Regions from separate parts of the Danio rerio genome. Here region 2 is linked to region 1. Evidence: chromatin contacts called from public Micro-C data. All regions are on one chromosome and are shown on one strand. Each heading gives the region's core, a stretch centred on a gene start, on an enhancer-like site or on the middle of the called end of the contact. The rest is flanking DNA. Distances are from core to core; before and after follow the strand shown. Region 1 holds the start of osr1 (odd-skipped related transcription factor 1). Region 2 has its middle 17 kb from the start of nt5c1ba.

The links. Hi-C and Micro-C count contacts between places; a contact is called where the count stands out from the background.
Region 2: a contact with region 1 is called in a Micro-C map of caudal fin, with 7 times the contacts expected there. The contact joins the enhancer-like site here to the promoter of osr1 in region 1. A contact is called at or near these places in 2 of 18 Hi-C or Micro-C datasets (caudal fin and an unstated tissue) and 1 of 4 datasets of contacts at active chromatin or transcription factors (caudal fin).

What each region holds. Positions count from the first base shown.
Region 1 is chr13:35,549,757-35,556,074 of GRCz12tu, reverse strand. osr1 (odd-skipped related transcription factor 1) reads right to left here and starts at 4,104. Exons shown (of 3, transcript NM_001006079.1): 1 at 3,845-4,104; 2 at 1-143. The coding sequence starts at 124.
Region 2 is chr13:35,833,447-35,839,764 of GRCz12tu, reverse strand. No RefSeq gene overlaps it. Among named protein-coding and RNA genes, the nearest start is that of nt5c1ba, 17 kb to the left of the region's middle. Within about 2 kb of position 3,859, at least 3 of the 62 cell types and tissues checked have an H3K27ac peak or open chromatin away from gene starts, as enhancers often do. A contact at or near this core is called in caudal fin, where this site is marked.

The DNA.
Region 1 (6,318 bases), core at 2,855-5,354:
TATAGATGCTGGGCATGTGGTCGGCAGGCAAATGCAGCCCGTTGGAGGTCTGAAGGAAAGAATAGTTCGCCAGCTGCAAAGAAGGGTGAAGAGGCACAGGTGCTGGGAGCGTCTTACTACCCATGACTAATTCCAGAAAGATTCTGTAGGAGACACAAACAGAGAGAACATTAGTAAACTCTTAAAAATAACCATTTCTGAGAAGTGGTCGGGAATTTATTGCAATTAAACAGAATAATCATTATGGGCTCCCCAGAAAACCTGTTTATATTTTTTTAAAAGCATAAACATTTTTTTTTCTTAATGTGAATTTATTTAATAACTTGAATTAAAAAAAAAAAACTCCTATTTTTGAATAATCTGAATACAGCAACTATGTTTGCACTTTCGACTACAGCCCTGTATTATGTGTTACTTGGAAACATTTTGTTTTAGGTCCTTACAGGCTGAAGGGACTTCCCTAAAAAGAATAAGAAACACACACACACACACACACACACACACTTACACAAACACAAATTTCAAAACATAAACTGCACTTGTCAAGCGAGACACCTTGTCTGACATATTGAAAGAGCACACTCCAACGTGAGCAAAAAGCAATGCTGAAGCCTGCCAGATGAGTGTGTGTGCGCATGTACATTTTGGCATAGGCGTCTTCTGCATGCCAAAAATATGCCTATGGCCATGAAGACGAAAGACAGCAGGTGACATACCTGCCTCAACTGTTTAATCAGGTTGGATGAGAACAGACACAAAGCACAATAACTCCTCTTTGTCTCATCAGGAGCTACAAGCATACACACACTCATACAAACAGGCTTGGTGTGTTTACAGTGTTACTCATATCGTCTGGAGGAATTGTTTTTTTTACACAGTTTAATAAGTACCATGTGAAATGTAACATTGTGTTGTGTTATATTACTGTTAATACAAAACGATACTAAAAGGATGCCAGATATGGTTTTAGTTATGATGGATGAGGTCAAAGAGTTTAAAAAATGTAGTCATATACTCTTACAATTAACAGTTCCATAAAGAATCTCTAACATTCAAGGAATATTTCTACTGAACAAAAAGGTTTTTTAAATGAAGATAAAATATTTTAAAATTGTTATTTAGGACACATTTTTTATTATTTCTAAAAATAACATTTTTTCTTGTGTAAATAAAACTTTAGAAATCTAATAAACCTTTTCACAATTCGTAAACACTTTGCAAAGTGTAAATGTTAATTCAGTGGACGCTTAAGGTTCTTCAAGGAACTATACCCATTTCAAAAAGACCTTTAATTTTTAAGAATGCATGCGTCATGTTTCTTATAGGATCAAATAAGTCAAATCGCTAGACCTTTGTTCAGTTAGATGACGCTTAATTTGTGTATTTCTGTCTTCAATATATTCAGGATGCGGAATGAGTCTGATATGTGGTAAATAAAAAGTGAAATAGCCCTAATTAGTCTTTCTGAAGCTCAAAGCTCCCCCGGGGATTTGGACGCTCTGATCATGGCGCAGAAGTAATTGACTTTTACTTACGGGGGTCATTAGAGGAGATCAGGACTCGCTCTCGAGAACAGGCTCGTACCCTTAACCCTTTGAAGTCCACATACCTTCAAAACGAGTGCCGGACGGGAATGTGTTACTTCGACTATCTGCTTAACCGTTGAATCTAACGCCGTTTGAAAGTTTTTGGGGAAAAGACCTTTCTGAATTGTGGGATTTCACAAGTGCTTGGACATTTTTCCGGGACATTGTTGGCTAATTAGTCGGATTTGCGCACTGTGTCTGGATAAATCTCACAGATTTTGTCCCCCACGTCAGGCACAATCAGTGTTGTGGGGCTAAAGACGTCTATCCCAGACAAGGTGGTGAAAGAGTCTCAAAAATCACACCACAATTTGCTGAGTTCAGGGTCGACTACCCCTCTCCACCTTGGGATATAGATCTCAATAACAGGATCCCCTCGAAACACTCTGAAATAATTTTGCCTTAAAATATTTATTAATATCAAAAAAATCTATACTGCCATTCCACATTAAAATAGATATTCCCATGCTTATGTAAAGTCAAAACACTCATCAGTGTGCAGATTTTGTGAGAAGCATTGCAAGTGTCTATCGTTTGCGCCCTCGTTGTGGCCTCTGTCAGCCAGTAAACTTTATCAATAACTGTGATGGCTCAGCTTTCATCAGTAGCACCATGACCGCGCCGAGATCACGAGTGTTTTATCTTTGGATAGGTGTGAATGTGCGCCTCTCGCGCGTGCAGAGATCAGAGAAATCACGACGTGTATTACAGGAATTAATCACGGTCTCGAGGTTCTTGCCTTAACGACGGGCCTTTGGTCAATCGTGCAACGATTATCAAGTAAGTGTATGTTTTCTTTTTTCCGCGCAGCCCCCTGAGAGGATGTGATCACTTAACCCTGGGGAGAGGGAAACACACCATTCATTAAGCACCGTCAAACAGTTGACTAAATATACAAATATTTTTAAGTACTGTGGAGAAGGCCTGGCAATTTATGTTTGTAGATTGATATAAAATGCATTTGCCTGTAGTAATTCCCAGGGAAGCGTATTGAAAATGTGATGTTTGAAAGGGAGAAATAATGAGGTCTGCTGATTGTGTCTGATTTAGAGTGATGCACTTTGTATAGTCAAATATATACTTTAGAATTTATTAGAAATATACATTTACATATAGCTAAGGGGAAAAATCCAAATATCGAATTTAAATGACCTTGTTTAATGCAGCATTGAAATACGTTACATTCTTTTCATTTTTCCCTCACAAAATGTAAAACAATAAAGTAGAACTAATAAATGCTTTAAAAGTCATCTCGGACAGTTGGCATTATAGGCATTGTAACAATTGATAAATTAAGCTAAATGTTTCTTATTAAAAGAAACGTTGGACATTTAAAATACGCTTTATATATATATATATATATATATATATATATATATATATATATATATATATATATATATATATATATATATATATATTCATTTTCATTAATGAGAAACGACGTTTTGTTCCCTTAATTTATATTATTCGAAAAAAATATTAAATATGTCGCTACATTGTAGTATTTTCTTAAATATCAGAATAGATTTGGTTTTATTTTTATTTTGCTAAATCTTCAAAGCATATAATGTTTACAAACACCGGTTAAGAAGAATCGAAAAAAACGAATAAATGTTAATTTTAACAACGAGCATCACTGTAAAACTGTAGAGGACCATTCAAAGCACAGACGAACCAAGACTCCGAGATCACCGACCGCAGGGCCACGCATCGTTTCAAATAATATATAGCTTTTTAGAGGTGCATTTACAAATAGTTTTAACGAATTTGTTAAAGTTTTAAACGAAAAACACTGGATGACATTAAAACGGCTTTTCTGCTTTCCACAGACTAGATAAAAAAATCTCACACATACCAATTTTAGGTTTGCTGATTAACATACAAGAAGTAAAAAACAGATTATTTAATTTCTGAAACAAGTATTTTAATGTGTTAACATCAATTTTAAGAGCTGTGGATTTCGCATCCCACCTGTTGATGACTGACCCGTTCACCATCATCAAGACTCGCACATTAGTTACTTTCTTTCTTTATGCAATCCAGTTAACCTGATTCAACGACTGCTGCAAATATTTTTACCGACATACTTTTTTTTTTTACAAATTCTGCTGGTCATAATTCAGAAGCAATTTATCGCCTGACTTTAACGTTGCATTTTAGTTGTTCACGCCTACTGCAGGAAATACACAGACATGTCTTACATTAGAAGTGAAAGCTTGTCAAAAATATTCAATAAAAAGCAGTAAAACATTTACCAGTTCTTTGTGAAGCGAGACGATCCAAAATAAGAGGATTCAGATACAGTCACTTAGTCTTCCTGCGGCGTTTCAAAATTCAGTGCAAAACTCAGCGGATCGGAGAAATGTTCGTCTTCCTCAGCATGTTCTCGCAGCAGAGACACGGGAAAACCCTGAAGTTCGCACAGCTGTGGTCCAGCGGTTGTGCGCTGTGAGTATTTGGTTACTCGGGGTAGAAACTCTCTCTCTCTTTCACTCTCTTACTCTAGCTCTGTCTTGTGGTCCCAAAGTCAAACCGCCTCTTTATTGTAACCCAACCCGCGACGTCACGCAGGCAAACCCCCAGCATGCTGAAGTGAAGTTTCCTCCACTGGTACAGCAGCGCTCGACGCTAGAGGACCCAACACAGCCTGCATGTCAGACTACTGAGCTCCACTGTAACTTTTCAAACTTTTCTGTAGGCATTAAAGTTTGCAGAACGTCTACTTTGCACGCTGATTAGAAATATATCAAGAAGGCCAAACGAGAAAATATATAATAATAATAATAACAACAACAATAATAATAATAGTAATGTTAATCGCATTTTGCATTAAATTATGTTTAGCATTAAATAATGGGTTTCTTTACTATTTATACATTATTATTATTATTATTATTATTATTATTATTATTATTATTATTATTATTAATTATGCTGTTGTATGACACAAAACAATTAATTAAAAGTATTACTATAGCAAAATAACATAAATGCATTGGATTAAAATATTCTCGTCTTTAGCTCTGCGATGAACATGAAGCAGAAAGTCGGAGAATTTTTGTTTAAAACGAGCTTCTGTGCGAGGTGGAGGCAGCAACAAATCAAGCCTCGCTTTGTATTAATTAAGGTAAATATACAACTGTCACCTTTAACTTGGGCTCTCCGCAAGAAAGAAATGAGAGACTAGTTTTTAACGTCCCAAAACCATTAGTCAATTTGTCACCCCGACCCCAGTGAAGACAGATTAAGAGCACGGGCTTCATTTTCGCCACGGAGGAAAGGTGAATTCGAGAAGTTTGAGCATTTCTCTTTGATACAAACTGAAAGGGGGTGGAAATTCTTGCTATAAACTTTTCCTCTTGGGGTCAAACACACCTAGGCTAGTGTAAACTGTGAAGGTGAAAAATTCACGTAATCTCACAGTTGTGTATATAAGAGAGAAAGAAAAGTGAGTACAATTTAAAATGAAAATAAAAAAGACAAACGATCAAATTGGCATGCGTTATTTGGTTTCAACAAGTAGTTTTACATGTACGGAGTAAATGTATACCCTTTAAGACAAAAAAAAAATATATATATATATATATATATATATATATATATATATATATATATATATATATATATATATATATATATATATATACACACACACACACACACACTCACACATCTGTTTTGAAAACAAAGAATAGGCTTCATGTTCAGTGGTTCTTTTTTAACTTGGGAAATCTGCTGTGACGTCACACCAATAAATTGCTATGAGATGCAAAATGCAGGTTCCTTCGTGAGAGACGCAGGGACACTTTCTGAGGGTTAGGACGCGGGTGCGCCTCTGTTACTCGCTCAAAACGCGCCACCTGGTGGCAAGAGGGCGTAAAATGTTAATATATTGCTACTGCAGAAGCGTTCAACTCTACTCCTGGAGAAATACTTTTGTGCAGAATTCAGCACAAGTCATGTTTTCATATAGGCTAACTTAGTACCCGTCATTTTTAAGTGAGCCATACCTTTTGTTTAGCTGGTTCAGTGTGTGTTTGCTACAAGCTGTAGGCTATGTACATTTGGCAGCCCTGATATTCTGATTCATTCTTTTGACGCGTGTTTAAAAAGTCTGATGAGTGAAAAAACTACTGTAGGCTAAGTACAAATTCAGACCATAAGGCTCTGTAATGAGAGTGTGTATTCAAGTGTGAGATGTTTGGAGGGTTTTGTTTTAAACTCAGATGTTTGATTAGAAGTCTCATACGAGGGATGGAATTGTTACTTTTTATCTGATTTCAAACACATAAACTATCGTTTTACCGATCATCTACGTAGAGACAGTAAAGTGCTGAGTGCAAGGGCCCGTGCAGTTTATTCCGGCTGAATTTGCTCTGTTGATTTTATGAGAAAATTCTGGCTGTCTGTGAGTCCATGTTGCATCACTGAGCACAGAGCAATATCCCTGACCTCAGGAAATTAATCAGCAAACCCTGCCACAGAAGCCGTGCGCCCACTCCTCGGCTGCATATAATAAAAAACAGCAGCGAGACATCATTTACATTTTTGGAGGGAAAAAGAAAACAAACTGTAAAGAATAGATTTGGTGCGAGCGCGAGTTGCGCATGTTTGAAGCGCGACTCACACACACAATGCGCTCTGCACATGCACACGAACGCACACGCGGCTGCCTGGAGATAAAAAGAACTGTTTACAGCTCACTTACATATTTCATCACGTCTATTTA
Region 2 (6,318 bases), core at 2,610-5,109, 280 kb before region 1:
TATAACATGGACATCTGGTTTGTTTTTTATTTTTAATTTTTAGTTTTTAAATGTGATTTAAATAGTCTACTTAAGAAGAATGAATTACATCAATAAAGTTCCTTTCTAAAGTATGAAACGGTACACTGTAAAAAATTGTAAATAAAAGAGTATGGCTTGTCAAGAAAATACAGTTGCAAATATGACTTCAAAACATTGTTTAAAAGGATAGTTCACCCAAAAATGAAATTTCTGCCATCATTTCTCTACCTTCACTTGTTCAAAACCTATTTGAGTTTCTTTGTTCCGGTGAACACACACAAAAAATATAGATATATATTTTGAGGAATGCTGATTGCTGGATTGCTTAGTGACCTGTTTTTCCCATTACTATGGAAGTTGATGCACTCTAGGAGCGTTCAAAGAAACCCATGAAGGTTTAAAAACACAAAAGCGAGAATAAATTATGACATAATTGTAATTTCTGGGTAAACCATCCCTTAAAATTGACGTAATACTTGCCATTTCTTTGTGGAATTTAACAGGAAATTTTAAATGAATTTTAATTTTTACACTACATCTCTGACTAGGTTAAGTTTTTAAAAAGTTTTTGCAAAATATTTTATATCTTTTTTAATAACAAATTATATGTGTTTTATTAATATTTATCAATTTATAAAGGTGTGCTGTACCAATACTATTCACAAAAATAGACTCTGACCGGTTTAATCATGGCCAGATTAATTCCCATTCATCAATGCCTTCAAGGCAGTGTGCCTGGGGCATCTATATTAAGTAATAAAGAAGGAAAATCATTATTGTATGTTTAAAATGACAATTTCAAGTTACGCTAATGTGTTCATGCCAAACAAATATTAAGATTTATGCTGATACTGTCCATAACCTCATTTTGAAACCTATGTTTCCAAACATTTGGAGGGTAGTTATATTTCTTTCTTGAAACCACAAGTGGAAGGATCACATTTGACAGTAAAAAATTGAGGGATTCCGGAGTGTGTGTGTGTGTGTGTGTGTGTGTGAGAGAGTCAAATGTGGAAAAGGAAGGTGTGTGTGTAAGTGTGTGTTTGACTGAGAATGTGTGAATGAGTAATTGTGGGAAAAAGAATCTCATCTCAATCACATGCTTCTGCTTCCCTCATTTTTCTGTATTTCTGACATAATGCTACACCTGCACACTCTGCTCTCCTCCTCGCTCTCCAACATCAACATCTCTCTATTTTTCCAGCTTTAGTGGGTTTAATAGATGATCCAAGCGGAGCAGCGCTGGGGAACTTGACGTAGCAGCGCTGAATCTGATTCCCGCTCATCTTATTTCAGTCCAAACACTCCCAATTTGGTCTGTTTATTTCCCCTCTCTGGCAACGGGACTGGAGGTAACGAGTGTGCTGTGCTTTCCTCTAACTGTTTGTGTTGAAGAATGAGTGAGAGAAAGAGAGAAAGAGAAATGGATTAGGCCAGGCATGATGTAGCCACATTCTCACCATCCCATGATCCCCTACTGTGCAAACTATAGCCAAAACAGTGATGTAAGCAATCCGAGCAGCTATGGAAGTTAGAGGGGAAACAGTCATGTTGCTAAAAAATCTGCATTCAGCAAGCTTTCTGGCTAACTAGTTGGTAAATCCAGTATGTTTATCCTCAGAACTTTTTGGATAACTTTGGATTTATACTTGCTGTGTTGTTCCAATCAATATAACTAGCAGATTCCCGACACATAAAGATGCTCAAAAAAGCCAAAGCAACAGCCAGTTTGTTGTACATGAACCTTCTGTTAGCTGGTCATTCTTATATGCGGCCACTGAGGGGCGACAAACATTTATGTTCGTAAATGGAAAACATGTCTTTGGCATTTCAGAGCAGTGTGCATTTCTGTGACGACGTTTGTTTAAGATGGGTTGGTGCTGATGTGCCTGTTGGATTATGCTGTTAATTAGTAAAATCTAGCTATCAAAGCTTATTAACCAATGTTTTTTTTTTTAGCATGCTATGATCGACACAGTACATAAGTCAAGTATTTAAAATTCATTCTTTCATTTTCTGTTCAACTTGGTCCCTTTATTAATTTGGGGTCGCTACAGTGGAATGAACCGCCAGCTTATGAAGCATATGTTTTACGCAGCAGATGCCCATCCAGCTGCATCTCATCACTGGGAAACACCCATACACTTTCATTTACACGTACACTATGGACAATTTAGCTTACCCAATTCACCTTTACCACATCTTTGAACTTGTTGGGTAAACTGGAGCACCCAGAGGAAACCCACGCAAACACGGTGTGAACATGCAAACCCCACACAGACATGCCAACTGACCCAGCCGAGGCTTGACAGCGAGATCTGGCTACTCACTGTGCCACCATGACGGCCAGAAAAAAATATAGATGCCTAAAAAAAATTACTTTACTAAAAGTATTATTTACTTCTTTTTAATTTGCCTTAATTAAAAAACACTCACACAAAAACAGATTTAATTGTATTTATTTAATTGTTAGAATCAAAAAGGTAAACTTTTAGCATGAACCTTGTTTTACACTAACTGCTAATGACGTTTAATGCTGGAGTTAAAAAGGGCAAGCAAGCGAAACAAAAATACCATGAGGCATCTAAAAGAATACATGTTGATGAATATATACTCAACATTTTATCTAAAATGTTCTACTGGATCAGGAAAGAAGCATTAATTTACAATATTTTTGATTATTTGATTCTTTCCAACACATAACCTGTTAATACGGTAATACACATATACAGACATGTCCATATTCAAGCATTTCATACAGTGGAAAAAATAGCTTACCTGTTCACAACTGGCAAGACCTAAATGATTTTTATTTACTTAATTACTGATCTGCATAGTGTTTTGTGCAAGTTTTTGAGTGAGATTTGTGAGTTTTGCTAACCACATCAAATCATTTAAATCAGTGAATCATTGAATGGAGAACAGATCATTTGAATGAGTTTACTATGAACTGTTTTTCAGCTTTTCTTAAAAATATTCAATTTAGGAAAGAAACTCGCATAGGCATGGACCAATTTGATGATGATTAAATCAAAATTTGATTTGTGATTTTTATTTTTTATTTTTATTAAATGTTAACAGTAGATTTGCTAATGTGTAGATGACTAAATCATTTGAATCAGTGAATCACTAAACTGGATCATTTGAATGAGTGAATCGTTTAGTGGAGACTCACTCTGATTTGATAATTTGTATCAAATCTTTAAGCAGAGACTTGTTGCATCTGAATCTTTAAGTGTACACTCATTCTGTCTGACTGAATCATTTGAATCAGTGACTGGACCGTTTCCCTTTAACTAGAGGCTCAATTGGATCATTCAAATTTCTTTTCAGAGTTATTTATTTGAAAAAAAAAAATACATAGAATCCTGGATCAGTCCAATTCTCAAATAAATTGTTCTGTGGTTTACAAACAAATTCATAGACCTAACTGTTTAAAATAATCTGTTCATAAATCAGACACTGCTATTCTCACCTTGGAGAAGACGATCGTTTTTTCTGTTCAAAATGATGGAGAATATGTGCAGTAACAAGTACAATGTGATGCTGCCAAGCAATGTGGAGAAGTTAAAATTCTCAAAGTGCAGATGGTTGAACAAGTACATTTAAGATTTGTTACTGTCTACCGCTGTTTATAGACATCAGTAAATCCAGTACATCAGGTACATCTAGGCCTAAACATCAGGAGAACAAACTAACTTGACTGAGTATTAAAGTGAAGGTTTAATTGAAGTCTGGGTCTGCTGTAGGAAATCTGGTAGTTGTTAGAAGGTCTATCAACTTGAGAACGTCATTTCCTTTGTAAGCACTTGCTCAGTGACCTGTTGATCAAGATTAACCTGTACGTCATCACTCTGCTATTTGGTTATGGAACAAGATGAATTATAGTTTTTATTATTCTGTAAGCGTGTACAAAGATGCATGTGCACGCTGAAAGATCACAGATCTGCTGAGGTCAAAGGCTCAACTGAGTACAGAAGTGTTATAATAAGAGATCCACGTCAGTAGGGTAAAGCAGAGGGTTAGAGGTCAGAAATAAGACATTGTTTTACACCATCTGTCTCTCGGCAGACACTTCACAGATTGTTTGCTTCTTTTTTCCCCCTGCTCTTTCTTTTTCCAGATTGGTCTCTCTCACACACACATTCTTAGAAATAATGGTTCTTTATTGGCATCCTAAAAGCTCTTCCACTAAGAACCTTTGACATTCATAAAAACTCTCAGTTCTTTGAAGATTCTTTTAATTAGATATTCAGATTTCATTCAAAATTTATTTTTAAAACGTTTCACTTGCATGTTTCTTGGAGATCCAAAATTGCTTATTCTCTCACATTACTACAAAATCTCAGTTTGGAACACTTAAAGGGATAGTTCACCCAAAAATGAAGTTTTTTTTTTCCATCAAATTTTCATTTTATTTTGTATTTTTTTAACACAGAAAAACATGCCGTAGACAATCAGCATAAAACAAAATGTGTAGATATACATATATAAATCAATATACAAGTTGTAAAATAATAGTGTTAATAATAGCGTCAGCCATGACAACAATATTGTCAGTAAAAAGGAAAAACTGAAGAATAATGACAAGGACATAATAATGCAAATAAAAATGGCAAATAAAATAAATTGGTACATATACATACATATACATATACATATATATATATATATATATATATATATATATATATATATATATATATATATATATATATATATATATATATATATACATACATACATACATATATGTATATACACATACAAACGAACACACATCAACACAGATATACATACACACACACACACACACACACACACACAAACTTATAGCCACATGCATACAAATAAATAAAACAAAATTCTAAACCAAAGAAGGCAATCAGTCAAATCTGCACTTAGTGTTAAGTAAGGTTAAAATTAAGCCAATCAAAAATGAACAATTAAATAGAAGAATGGTGATACACAGAGATAGGTATTTAAAACTGTGCTGAAAAAAGTCTACGACAATGAAAGTTATTAGAAGCCCAAACAGGGAACCTTAAATTACCATAAAAAGAGAAAGAGAGAAAATAAAAAATAAAAATTAAATAAAGATAATTAAATAATATAATAATAAAATGAAATAATGAATAAATAATAAATGAGGGGGAAAAAATGGGGGGAGGGGGGTGAGAAGCCAGAAGCCAGAAGTTCATGCTTTTTGATGTCTCATTGATTCAAGTTAGTAAATCTTTAAGTCTGTCTAGAGTTTGCGCCCAAAGTCTGATGGTGTCCTCTCTTGCACCGTGGATGCGAGCAGTGGAAATTTCCATATATACAACCCAAAAATGAAGGTTTACTCACTATTTATGATAAATCTATAAAATATAAATATATTTGACTCTTTTTCTTTTCTTAGAATGGCTTAAGTTGAAGTGCTGTAAAACATTTTTTGAAAATTTTTTAAGGTAATTATGATATGTTGCCATATGGCAATAGCATCCAATAGTGGATCTAACGTTTTTATAAGGAATTTTAATTAAAATTAATTATTTTGATGTTTGAAATGATTAAATGGGCGACGCAGTGGCCCAGTGGGAAGCACATTCGCCTCACAGCAAGAAGGTCACTAATTCGAACCTCGGCTGGGTCAGTTGGCGTTTTTGTGTGGAGTTTGCATGTTCTCCCAGTGTTCGTGTGGATTTCCCCCATGTGCTCTGGTTTCCACCACAACTCCAAAGATATGCGGTATAGGTGAATTGGGTAAGCTAAATTTCGTCAAACATATGCTGGATAAGTTGGCCGTTTATCCGGCTGTGGCGACCCCTGGTTAATAAAGGGACTAAGCCGAAAAGAAAATGAATGAATGAATGAAATGATTTAATTATCGTTGCAGTATTATAAGCTTTAACGCAGAACTTTTAAATGACACCTTATACTGTACATACTTTTCAACAACTGATATTCCAGCAGCTTTTTTTATTCCATTTTTTTAAAATTAATATTATTGAAAACAAACATAATATTGTATTATCATTTACACAACATACAGTAAATATAAATATTTTCTGCACATCATTGGCTAAGCTATAAGGTTTTTTCTTTCCAACAACAAAAAATTGAACGTTGGTCTTAAAGAAATGGTGGCAGGGAAATTAACACATAAAATTTTGCCATTTGGCAAGACCATGCGGTAAAGGGTTAAGATGCCATTTTTTCAAACAGAGTTTAGTAAATTTTCCATATTTATGAAATGAGCTCCAAGATATACTACATATAAAATCTGTACCAACTATCACTAAATTTAAAAAT